Regions from separate parts of the Hordeum vulgare genome. Here region 1 is linked to region 2. A link is a contact called in public Hi-C data. All regions are on one chromosome and are shown on one strand. Each heading gives the region's core, a stretch centred on a gene start, on an enhancer-like site or on the middle of the called end of the contact. The rest is flanking DNA. Distances are from core to core; before and after follow the strand shown.

What was found. A called contact is a pair of places that touch in the nucleus more often than the background predicts.
Region 1: a Hi-C map of seedling shows a contact between it and region 2, with 4 times the contacts expected there. The contact joins the promoter of LOC123407578 here to the promoter of LOC123413205 in region 2. A contact is called at or near these places in 3 of 6 Hi-C or Micro-C datasets (leaf and seedling) and 1 of 1 datasets of contacts at active chromatin or transcription factors (embryo).

Annotation. Positions count from the first base shown.
Region 1 is chr7H:532,609,129-532,612,392 of MorexV3_pseudomolecules_assembly, reverse strand. LOC123407578 reads left to right here and starts at 1,304. Exons shown (of 14, transcript XM_045100745.1): 1 at 1,304-1,571; 2 at 2,217-2,298; 3 at 2,422-2,525; 4 at 2,709-2,835; 5 at 2,916-3,010. The coding sequence starts at 1,531.
Region 2 is chr7H:532,484,938-532,488,390 of MorexV3_pseudomolecules_assembly, reverse strand. It overlaps LOC123413205 (probable calcium-binding protein CML21), which reads left to right and starts at 1,850. Exons shown (of 5, transcript XM_045106151.1): 1 at 1,850-2,056; 2 at 2,614-2,882; 3 at 3,218-3,417. The coding sequence starts at 2,687.

The DNA.
Region 1 (3,264 bases), core at 55-2,554, 120 kb before region 2:
TCATGTTAAGTTCTTACAAAACTCAACGACATAAGAATGTGTTTCAAAGAAAAATGGCAACTCCAACTCTATAACTGGAAAGACCACGGAGGATAGTATAAGTTTCCTAAAAAATAATTACGATATTCATATTTGAACTATGCCCAGGGTGAGTTGGAGCACTGCAACAACATTTATTTATTGTCTGGTTTCAGATTTTTGGAGTTTAGATGCTCTTTTTGCCAGGGGTGGAGGGCAACATCATGCCGACCCCACGCTTGCTTCGCTATACTATAGCGATAAATTCCCATAGAGTGTGCTATAGAATGCCACATGATGCATGACTTTGGTTGTCGACATTGACATGCCCCGTGAATGATTGTCTACGCCATTGCTTTCCACGAAGTGATCATCGACGAGATATTTATCGCCAAAGAAATGCTCAGTGATAACCCGACTAGATAGTTCAATGAGCTCTCGCTATATATATTGTACAAGCTGTTTGAGAAGGCCTAGCCATTATTCTATTTAGAGCGTCTCCACAAAATTGCTCCCTCGGTGCTTCACAGTTGCAATATCCATCATTTTCTAGGAAAATGCTATCTGGCTGACTTATTCTAGTGAACTACTCTCTACTTCACAGCCACATGATTCAGATCACACAAATGGCAGTTTCTGAATAAATTTGCCTCAAAATAAACGAACCGTCATGCACTACACTAAAAATGACACCCCAATGACACTAAAAATGCCAGGTCGTCCGCAAATGCCATCTCCGACAGCGAAAGTTATATTGCGGTCTTCTTTTTAGGGGTACTATATTCATCTCTTTACAACTCGCATCCACATCCTAATCCTAACCAGAAAAGAGAAGCCGAGAAGCAGTGCCGGTACATGGCCCGTGCAAAAGCAGACCAATCAGCGCACAACTGCCACCGCCTTTCGGGCCACGCCCCATGTACGCCCCATGCACGGCGCATGTGCCGCGAGACGGCGCCGCACATGCGTCCCGGAAAACCTCAGGGGCTAAAGTACAAAAGCGCGAATAAACAGCAGCAAAGCAAAGCCCCATTTTAAACCCAGTTTTATATTTTTTTTCCTCGTCACATCGTCCTCTTTAACGTTCACATTTCCCACGCGGCCCATCCCTCCCAACTCCGTCCGTCCGATCCCCCGCCGCAGCCAGCCGGCCCCACTCGCTCCCCGTCCCCGTCGCCGGCGCCCCGGAAAACCCCGCCTCCCCACGCCGCTGGCCGGGCCTCGCGGCTCGCGGCGGGCATTTCGAGCTGCGGCTCGCCGGGGACCGCGCCGGATCCGGCGGGACAGGCTCGGCGGTGCCGCGAGCTGCCGCTGCGGTCGGCGCAGATCCGTGGTTGTGCGCAGGGAATTTTAGGGGGTCGGCTCCCGGTTGGACTCGGCTCGAGTTGATTTCCGCGGGTTGGTGGAGGTAGGTTGGTGTGTGGGGGAAGCTGGTGGGCGGCCGCGGTACATGAGCCCCGGAAGCCTCCGCCGCCGCCGCTGCGTCTGTGGTTGGGGAGCTCTCGCGGCGCCATGATCGAGCAGTTCGTTAACTTCGTCATCCGCCCGCCACGGTAACCGCCTTGCTGGCTTATTCTCACTGCTTTGCCAAATTTTAGTTTGCTTTCAGCTACGAGTAGGTCGAACGTGCTACTTTTGACTTTTGTTGTCATAGTATAATGATGTCTACGTGCTTTCGATGGTCATACTTTGCTCTGCAAGTACGAGTGTACTGTGATTCGTCTATCAAGGCGTAATCCAAGCTTGTGGGGAATTGTAGTGAATTTTGGCATCTCATAGTAATGTTACCAATGCTCAAAGTGTAGCACTCGACAGCGTGTAAGTTATGTGCTCAAAATACAAAAGGTTAAGCAAGCGTATGAGCCAAAGTTTGTTGGTGAAGGCGTGAAGCCTTGCTATAGAGAATCGTGTACTAGTGTTCGAGGTGGACAAGTAGCTCCTCCTAATCATAAGTTCTCTAGTGGCAAAGTTAAACTGATCTGAGATACTAAATGGCAATTGCAACAAACTTTTGCATTTCGTTAACACATGTAGTTTCAACTCAACCGCGCTTCTCTCAAATTTAATTTATGCCTTTTCTTAAGACACATGAAAGTGGATGTTAAAGCTCCCAGAACTTTGGTATTCATCAAATGATATCCTTTTCTCTCTCTATATATGTACTGCTCTCAGCTGGTTAACTGGATGTATATTTACAGTGCAGAGTACAACCCAGATCAGTATTTATGGGAGCCAGAGTTTACTCTTGCAGGAAGAAAGTACAAACGAATAGATTTGGAGGCAAGTAAGGGGAGCAGTTATTGAGGCTCTTTGCTGGGTTCCATTTGCCAATGGAAAGACTTTATGCCGATTATCAACATTATTGTATATTGGACTTATTCTTGTACCTGTATGTTGTGGCAGCTTTCCAATGAAAGAAACCAGACCTTAAAGTGCAGCCACTATGTTCCCGCCGTCATCCCAGAAAACACCGCCCTTCCATGTGTGATCTACTGCCATGGGAATAGGTACTGACATTCTGATTCAGTGGATTTGGAAATATAGTTGTCTATGTTCTACTGTTTAACAATAAACACGTAGTGATGTATCAGGATTAATGATGGCATCTATTTTCTTTTCACATTTAGTGTATACCTTAAATAATCACCAATAATGCTGGCCAATTGATTTTTTTTTTAAACCTAATGCAGTGGGTGCAGAGCAGATGCAAACGAAGCTGCTGTCATACTTCTGCCTTCAAACATCACACTTTTTGCACTTGATTTCGCTGGATCGGGGCTATCAGGGGGAGAGTATGTCAGCCTTGGTTGGCACGAGGTGAACATTCATTATAAATTTCAAACAACTTTTTTATAATTTAGTGATTGCACTGTTCTGAAAAAACATACAACTACCAGAAACAGGATCTCAAGTCTGTGGTGTCCTTTTTGCGGAAGAATAAGGAAGTCTCTTGCATAGGTCTTTGGGGGCGTTCGATGGGTGCTGTTACAAGGTATTTTGGTTACAGTGCTTGCTTTCTACTTTTTTGTTGTTGCAAATTTCAGTGTCCTATTTCTCTTAATGCTGTAATGTCTTTCGTAAGTGTTCAGACTTCAGATACAACATAATACATTTATGAACCTTAAGAGTTTCTCTGTATTATTGAAATATCCTGATATTTGACGGTACTCTTCTCCATAAAATATCTTAAAGACTTAGGTTTTAATGCATGGAATTGTATTTTGATAGTTCATCACTTCTTTGTCC
Region 2 (3,453 bases), core at 601-3,100:
CTATCAGTCGGGGATAGATGAGCCGACCTAGTCCTTCTAAGCTTGGAGTACACGCCGGTCCTCGAAGCCTTCCTTCCTGCGTACGAAGTTGTCAACTATAAGGACTCTCATGATTCGTTCCATGAGCCAGCACCCTGAGGACCCCTTAATCAGGACTCCCTCAACTAGCCTTATATCGGATGAACCTACCTATCTTGGTCGAGATGGATATCATGGAGGCGGTGGCCATGATCACGGGGTGTAAGCAGGATAGATCTATCGTACACTAGTAGAGGAGATTCACACACTGGTTAGTCTCCCCGCTAGGGATATCTCCTTTACCCACTATACGCGCTCGCAGAACATTGTACGCGCTCGGCTCGGTGGCCACCTGATCGTGATGGAGGGGCTTGGGTGGCGTGCATGACACTCGGGTGGCGGCTTCGACCGCGAGGAGTGGGCGAGGCGCATTCCTACGCGATACAGCATCGCGAGAATGGCCCTGGTGGTGCGCAGATCGGGGGCCCGAGATAGCGAGGGAGGCGGATCTCAAAGCCCTTCTTCGTCACATGGCAACTCCGATGGTGGGGTGATTGTTGGGCTTGTCGGCGCCAGTGCGGGATGATGTGTGGCTGTGGCAGTTGGGGTGAAGACCGTGTCTTGACTTTATGCCGTGGCTAGCGATGCTGGTGGCTATGGCCGTCGTTGACCTTCCCGGAGGCATTGTTGCTTTGCTGTCGCACCCCTCCCGTGTGGATCCGACCATCTCGGCATCTCCGGGGGAAACCCTTGATCTATGATCGGACGACGGCGGCGCCTTGGCGTTGCATTCCCTCTTGAGGGCTTCATCTTGGGAGCTAGGCATCAACAAGCGAGACCGGTGGATGACATCGGTTGTGGCAACGATGGTGGTGGGAGCGATGTCGCCGACATGGCAATTGTTGCGATAATCGGCTCTTCTTCGGCGTGTTCGTGCGTCTGTCTCTGTTTGTTTGTTGATGTGAAGTCGAAGCTGCTGCGGCGGGGCCCTCTGGTATACGATGACTCGCTCGAGGTGAACCGTTCGACGAGCTTTCGTGACGCCAACCGTGCCTGGTTTGTCCTTTGTAGCTCTTCGTCAAAGCCGGAGCTGCGCTGCCTGGTTTAGATGGCTGAGTTTTGGCGCGGTTCTTCATACTTCTTCACGCGGCCTTTACAGTGCGCGTTGAGTCGATGATCGCCTACGGCAAAGTCGGAGTCGTTTGCTCAGGATTTACGGATGACGATGACGCGTCTAGGGGAGGAGTGATGACAATGACGCATGTATGCTGTCTCAGTGATGCCTTCATTGGTGGGTGGGTTTCTTGTGTGTGCTGCTTAACAGTTGTAATGATTTTCGCCTGGTTTTTCATGATCAACTCAGCAATCTGATTTTCGCTCGGCTTTTTCTAATTAATAAAAAACTCTTTTTTTAATGAACACGGGATAACTATCATTTAAAAAAAACATGAGCTGGAACCCTATTGTGGCAGTACTCTGCGCACAAGGCACAACAGTATAGCTGGTTGTCGGAATGGACTTTGTTGTAAATCTGGCTATGGCTGAGAAGCCCCCATGAGTTAATGGAGAACTTTTTTCCCAGAAAAACAATAATCAAGGAAATAAATAAAAGGAAACGGCGACAGCGAGACAAACGGTCCGAGGTCGGCTCTTCATTCACGGGGCACCCGCCACCCGGCGTGTCATCCGGGCGAAGTCATCGCCATTCCAGAGCCACCCACCCACCACCCTATGCCCCACCTATCACTCCCTGAATCCTGGACCCCACCTCGTCTTGCCCCCACATGTCAGCCGCACAAAACCATCCTCGCCCGGTCCTGTGGCGCAGGCCGTTGCCACCTCACGCCGCTCTCGCCACCCTCCTTCTCCTATCTGCTGCACCGAAAAGGAAAAGCTTCCCTCGCCTCCCCCAGACCCGAAGGATCCCAGCGGCGAAGAAGGAAAAATATCGCGCCTCCCCCCGCCGCCGATCAGCGCCTCCGGTTCTGGATCCCCGTGCGGATCCGCAGCACCGACCTCCGAGTCGAGCCCAGGCAAGGCAAGCCCATGCTCTACCCACTCGTAGTCTCTACACCCTGATCGATGCAGCGTGGTTTTCTTGCGGCTGGCCTGTTCGTCCTGCGCGCGCGCAAGCAACCTGGAGTCCTGGACCTCTGCAGGTTTCTTCTTGGTAGACGATGATTTGGCTGTACGCGACAACCCAACTGAGCCCGAAGCCCGATGGGTAGGTAGGATTAGGTGGGGACTTGCCTGTGCCGAGATTATTTATACTTACTCGTTATTAATTATTGCTGTGAAGTAGGCCCTCGTTGTTTGCTATCGCGCGCCCTGCCCGTGCCGCCACTGCTGATTTCCTCACTGTTCATTTCGGGTTCAGTCTTTGCGTACGCGCTGTCTTGTGATTAGCTGATTGGTTGATGGCTGTGACGATGAATTGCTGGGAGTCATGTTCTTCTCGTGTGAAAAAGAATGATATTTTAGTGAGTTGTGAATCTGAGTGCGGTGACTAGCGGCGAGCATAGTTTGGTTCTGCTACTACTTGCAGGATATTATAGTGCTCTGAAGCGGTCACCAAAGGTTGAGACTCATTTTCAGGTGCTGCTACTGTTTGGTCATTTGGTGTGTATCCACTACCAGTTGTGGGCACTGAGTGAAGTGAAGTGCTGGCATGGGGGGCGTGTTTGGACGCCACGACGCCGGCAGGCAGAGCTCCCACGGTATGAAGCTAGAGTCGAAGATGGTGGAGTCCATGAAGCAGAGAGCGTCGCATGGAACTTCGGTCAAGTCGTTCAACAGTATTATCATGAAGTTCGCGAAAATCGACAAGGGCTTGAGAAAATGCAAGACTATCTTTCAGCAATTCGGTGAGCCCTCTTTGTGTGCTAGTCAGTTTTCTCTTGTCCTTCTAAGTTCATAGCTAACAAATTGCGATGGAGATCTTGCTTGCTATGTTTTCAAGTTATAATGAAGGAGGAGCGGGTCAATAAATTGTTGATATCTGAACTCTTGTTTCACTTATTGTTCCTTCCAATAAACTGTTGAGTTCAAGTGATGTTTTACAGTGCAGCAGTGCCTATGCGGAAGAATGCTGCCCTTTGACAAATATTAACCGACTTGTGCAAAGGAGCATAATTAATTTAGGCATTTCTTGCTTTTTGTGTAACTAACAGATCCGGAACTTGCTTCCTACCTTTCTCAGATGAAGATTCCAATGGTGAAATTGATAAAGAAGAGCTCAAGAATTGCTTTCAGAAGCTGGAAATCTCATTCACAGAGGAGGAGATAAGTGATCTCTTTGAAGCTTGCGACATAAATGAAGATATGGGCATGAAGTACAATGAGTTCATTGTCTTTCTGTGCCTTGTTTATCTTCTCAATGACCCTGCTGCATCAGAAGCAGTATCCTTCATTCTTTATACACTGTTTCCCGTTAAA